Regions from separate parts of the Mus musculus genome. Here region 1 is linked to region 2. The links are chromatin contacts, called in public HiChIP or PLAC-seq maps. All regions are on one chromosome and are shown on one strand. Each heading gives the region's core, a stretch centred on a gene start, on an enhancer-like site or on the middle of the called end of the contact. The rest is flanking DNA. Distances are from core to core; before and after follow the strand shown.

Region 1 (2,700 bases), core at 174-2,673, 130 kb before region 2:
CTCTGGCTCTCAGGAGGCAGTCACTCATTTCATCAGATGCCACACACACAGGTTAGTCAGGAGATACTGGGGGGAGGGGCATTCATCTCTGACATTTCCAGACTTGCTTTGTGAACGCTCTGGAGTGTGCAGGCTACAGTGGAATGCCATGTCCTTTGGGTATGACGGGCTTCTGCACCCACCGCACCCATCCATGGATGTGGGAAGGCAACGGTTTAGTTACACTTCTATCTTTAGCAACTTTAGCATTACAGAGCACATCCTAGGCAAAAGACCCTGCTCTAGAGATCACAGAGGAAGATCCAACCACAAGAAACAGGAAAACTCCCTGTGAATTCTAAAAAAAAAAAAAAAAGTTACTGTCCCTGGAGCTGATGACTTCTCTTGGTTGGCAGAGGGTCTCCCTCTGGTCTCCAGTTCCAGCACTATAGACTGGGTGTGGTGGTGAATCCCGATGGCCCACAGGAGGGAGAGAGCAAGGAGAATGAAAGGTCAGAGTCATTTTATACAAAGTCTCAGCCACAGGCAACTTTGAGATAAGCCTTAAGGCTACATAAGAACCTGTCTTTAAAAAAAAAAAAAAAAGTAACAACAAAACAAAACAAAAACCTATACAAATAGGCATAATTTAGGGGTTTGTTTGTTTGTTCAGACTAAGCCTCACTTTATAGACTTAATTGGCCTGGAATTCCAAATGAAGACCATGCTGGCCTGGAATTTCTATCAACCTGCCTCTGCCTCCCCAGGTGGTAGGATTAAAAGTGTGCACTACCACACCCAGTCAGGGTAATTTTTTTAAAAATAAATATGTTGGTGGGGTATGCCTTTAATCTCAGCACTGCATGAGCGGATCTCTGTGAGTTTGAGGCCAGGCTGGTTCACATGGAGAATTTCAGGCCAGTTAGGGCTACCCAGAAAGAACAAGTCTTAAAAAAAATAAGAAATTACCTTGCCTGCAAGCCATCCAAATGCAGGTGCCAAAAACAGTGGCATACTCCTGCAATCCCAGTACAGTACAGGGGGCTGAGAGGCAGGCAGATGGTGAAATGGTGAATTCCAGGCAAGTGTGAGCTAAAACACACACACACACACACACACACACACACACACACACAAGAAATGCAAGCTACTGCTCCAGCTCTTGTCAGATCAGGATCCTTTGCTTTCCATATTTCCAACCCGAGCCTTCCTGGACACGTGTTGCCATCCCCCGAAGACTTGGAGAAAGGAGAGAGGCCATTTCCTCTCCCTGCCTGTCTGTTTTCAGAGCCAAGAAACTTTTAAGAATGCCCTCACCAGCAAACTTCTCCCTGGAATGAAATGACACCCCCTGCCTGCTCGAATCACTCCACAGGGGGACTGCTGCTGCCATGATTGGCTCAGAGCAATCAAGGCCCTGTGTCAGTGAGAGTGTACAATGGGCAGAAGGAGGATCTGCTAGGACGGAAGAAAGGGAGGCAATCAGCAGGGGCTACCCGGACTCTGTCTGATTCTAAAGCCCGCAATCAGCGGAAAGACGCGAGGGCCCGGGCCCTGGCAGCCATTTCTCCAGGCACTTTGTCTCTCGTTTCACTCTCAGACCCGCCACTCTGCCTTACCAAATCCGGTAGATCCGCCCACCGGAACCTGGTTTTTATCTCCCCTCTCCCCGCTTTTGATTTATTTTAATTAGTAACAGAGCTGGCTCCCTGCCTGGCATTTTCACTGCTAAATCAAGATTTTGAACATAAGAAAGTTTAAGGTGTCAGAGGACACTAATAAAGACCGTTACAAACTGCAGGCCCCTGTAATCAGGCCATGTTAAGGTCTGCCTGCGAAGGAAGTGAACTCAGAAGTTAACAGATAAAAACTGGAAAATAGTACTATTGGGATTAAACCTTTTTATTACAAAAAAAAGAAAAAAGAAAAAAAAAAGCATTTCATGCACTGATTTTTGAGTACTAAGAAATTTCCTAGATGGAACGTTCAGTGTCGAGAGCTTCCGGAGTTGGGGGGGGTGGGGGGTGGGGGTGTTGATCAAAAAGCACAAGGAGGATTAATTTACAAGACATCTCCCTCTGAGCAGCTTCTCTGGGCCCTAACAATCTTCTGCTCTACATAAAAGGTTTCATACTCTTTGTCCCTGTCTAGGGCTGTTAAGCTAAGCGCATCCTTACACCCAAAAGTGCTGAGAACTGAACATTTAGCTCACAAGTAACACATTTTCCTTCTTGCTCTTCCTTGGTCACTTTGGAAGGTTTGTGGCTCATTTATTTCCCCTTCAGCCGCCATCAGCTCTCAGACCACATGTTCCTGACAGAGAGAATATCCAGGTGGCCTGGTGCTTGGAAACCTGTCAGACATTATTCAATGCAATAAAGAACACATCAGACAAGTCCTTGGGATATTGTTGCAGGGAAACCCTGTTTAGAATTCACTAATTGGGAATCTGTGACAATTTGAGGAAGGGCTAGCAGAAGTTAACCTTTGTGGGGGGAAAAAAGAGTTCACTGAAGTTCTGCATAGTATAAACAAGATAAGAAGGGGAATAATTATCTATTTAAAAGAACCAGTTGTTTTGAAAAGCTTTCTATAGAAGTATCCTTTTACATACAAACTGGGTAATTATGATTTAAACAAAGGCTGGCCTGTTTCTTAGGCTTCTTTGAAATGTCAATTACAAACTACTCTTGTCTCTTCTCCAAAGCAAAGTCCATCCCT
Region 2 (2,700 bases), core at 101-2,600:
AAATTAATCAACTGATTTTTTTTACCACCTAGAAGAACAAGTCACAATAGTAAACACAATTCAGAAACAATCAGGTTCTCAAAACATCTAAACAAATATACCACTGATACAATCAACTTAACACTAGTCACACATACACAAAAAAACATGGCGAAGGTCTAGTACATCATTCCTGACAATTCTCTTCACGGTGAAAAAAAAAAAAAAACACGACTGCCCAATAAAATGATTTAGCATTCTGTGCATGATTTAATTCTCTACCTTTTAACAGACTGAAAATTTGTAAACGTACGCTTTTTACAACTGTTTACACACATACCTACATGACTTTGTTTTGTTTTTTTTAAAACATGTGAACTCAAAGACCATGAAATTTTTAGCAGTAGGTATATTTTTCCAATTTTCAGTTTTGATACCGGGATCACATCCTTTCGTTTCTTTATATTCATGATCTTCATTTCCCCCTTTTAAAATCTAGTCACCATTACCCATTCTGTCTCTGTACATCCCCAAATATTACTGATTCAACCATTTCCCTTAATCTTTTTTATTTTCTTTCCCATATACTCCCTAGCCAACACACACACACATACATACATACACACACACACTTTCACATGCTCATTCCATTTCAAAATATCCAACTCTGACACAGTTGGTTGGCTTTTTTTTTTTCCTTTCAAACAAAATCACTTCTATATTGCTCTCCTCTCCTTAATTTGGCACTCCTTTTGAAATAATTTTCCACAGTTAAACACCAATGTCTTTCTTTCACAACATCCATCCGCGGAAGAGGAAAAGATTAAGAACCGGGCAAGCGAAACATTTGGGAATGTCAAAGAGACAGCGGCCTCTCGGTCGGGAGGAAAATACAACTCTCCTCCCCGAGCTGTCGACACAGCGAGACTTCTCTTCGGCGTGCTCCGGTTCCCCTCCTGACCTCAACGCCACCTTCCTGCTGCTCTGCTTCCCTGTCCTCCCTCGGCTGTGTGTCCGAGGGGCAGCAGAGCCCGGCGACCGCCACCTTCTCGCCGGCAGCGGCCCCACCACTCACCTGGCAGGTGCGGCCGTCCCGAGAGCTGCACGAATCGGTTGAGCTGTCCGGTGCCCCGACCCCCGCCGGCCGCGCCGGCCCCGCTAACCCCGCTGGCCCCGCCGGCCGCGCCTCCTCCCCGCCGGCGGTTCCGGTCCCAGCCCTGGGCAGCCGACATGGCCCGCTAACGATTGCCGCAGCCCGGTCCCGGCAAGCCCCTGCCCCGGCAGCGCGAGCCGAGCCTCCTTCCCGGGCTCCTCAAGAGACCCGGGAGACGGGGGCCGGGGTAGCGCCGGGCTCTCCAGCAACCAATGGCTGGCCGCCTTGGTGACAGTGGACCAATGGGCAGTCTCTTTCTTGGCAGGTGGAGGGAGGCGGGGAGAGACGTGGTAACCATAGCTATAGCTAAAAGAGATGGGGGGAGAAAAGGCGTAAGCAGACGCTCAGAGAGCGCATCGATTCCCGGAGCTCGCCCGCTTCTCCGGGATGCTGGGGGCTCAGACCAGATAGTCGAAGACCGAGCGGGGAGGCTACGCCAGAGGAGACTCCCAAGCAGGGTCGCTGCCTCAGCATGGTCGATACTCCGGAATTCTGTCCCATAAGCACTGCATTTAGAAACATCATAGGTACACAATGCATGTACTTGGTGTTGGTACATCTGTCTGCAGTTCTGCAAACTGAGCCCCGGTCTGCGGACTGTTGCCACACACAAAGGGCTCACGGGAGGTGGGGGCAGGGGGAGGAGTCAGATGAAATCTAAAAAACTCCTGGCTTTCATCATTTGTTTTGTCTCACGGTGGCACTGCCGGGACCCTTCCCCTGCAAAAGCCACGTCAAGAGCAAACAGCTTTAAACCCGATTAGCAAATACCGAAAACTGTTCGATATTAGAGTAATCATAGAAACACAAGTGAAAATTTCAATAAGAAAATCTTTCAGGCATCAGTGAAGATCTTTATTTAAACACGCGGCTTGTGTATGCCTGCCAAGAAAAAAACAATAGAAAAAGATACTCTCTTAGATGACACACGATCAAGTAAATGTTTTACTCACACACACACACACAAACAATCCACCTCAATTGTCTTACAATATACACAGTTAACGATAGAAAATGGAACGGACGATGTGATTTTAAAATGTAAATATCAGAAATTCCCATCGTTTCAAAATTAAACCGAAAATTTGGCTTTGAAGTTGGGGAGGCGCAGTGCACAGTGGGAAAATGCAGATACACATTGCTGTTTCCAAATAAGGAAAAAAAACATAAATTTCTCAAGGGAAACAAAACCTTTCAAGATCTAATCTGATGGACTGCTGACCCCCTTGATGTTTCACACATGAGAACCTCACATGTTGGATTTTTTTTTTTTTTAAGGAGTGGGGTGGAGAAGGAGAAAGTGCTGAGACCAGAAGTCTCCTTTGATCTCAGTGAGCAAATTTCATGTCGTCATGAAATTTTGGTTTTTTGTCTCCACACCCAGTTTCTGTAGGAAAAGAAGTATTTTTATCCATTATGCATTATGATACAGTTTATTGAAATGTTTGACATCTGATAAAAAGAAAACCCATGGAGCTGGGGATGAAGGTAGCTCAGTTGCTTAAAATACTTGTCTAGCACCAAAGGTACAGTCTCCTGCCACAGTATAAAACTCAGCATGGTGACAC

The links. HiChIP or PLAC-seq counts read pairs in DNA pulled down with a chosen protein or histone mark.
Region 1: a contact with region 2 is called in an H3K27ac HiChIP or PLAC-seq map of embryonic stem cells, with 7 read pairs. The contact joins the enhancer-like site here to the promoter of Klhdc10 in region 2. A contact is called at or near these places in 3 of 39 promoter capture datasets (erythroid cells, macrophages and neural stem cells), 1 of 15 datasets of contacts at CTCF or cohesin (embryonic stem cells), 13 of 484 Hi-C or Micro-C datasets (B cells, the Ba/F3 cell line, CD8 T cells and 7 more), 13 of 115 datasets of contacts at active chromatin or transcription factors (the 230-238 cell line, the NIH/3T3 cell line, the SCID.adh cell line and 7 more) and 4 of 9 other capture datasets (adipose tissue, embryonic stem cells, liver and 1 more).

The regions. Positions count from the first base shown.
Region 1 is chr6:30,525,719-30,528,418 of GRCm38.p6, reverse strand. No RefSeq gene overlaps it. Among named protein-coding and RNA genes, the nearest start is that of Cpa2, 15 kb to the left of the region's middle. Within about 2 kb of position 1,423, at least 77 of the 459 cell types and tissues checked have an H3K27ac peak or open chromatin away from gene starts, as enhancers often do. A contact at or near this core is called in the N1E-115 cell line, craniofacial prominence, embryonic forebrain and 3 more, where this site is marked.
Region 2 is chr6:30,400,505-30,403,204 of GRCm38.p6, reverse strand. It overlaps Klhdc10 (kelch domain containing 10), which reads right to left and starts at 1,350. Exons shown (of 10, transcript NM_029742.3): 1 at 1,055-1,350. The coding sequence starts at 1,211.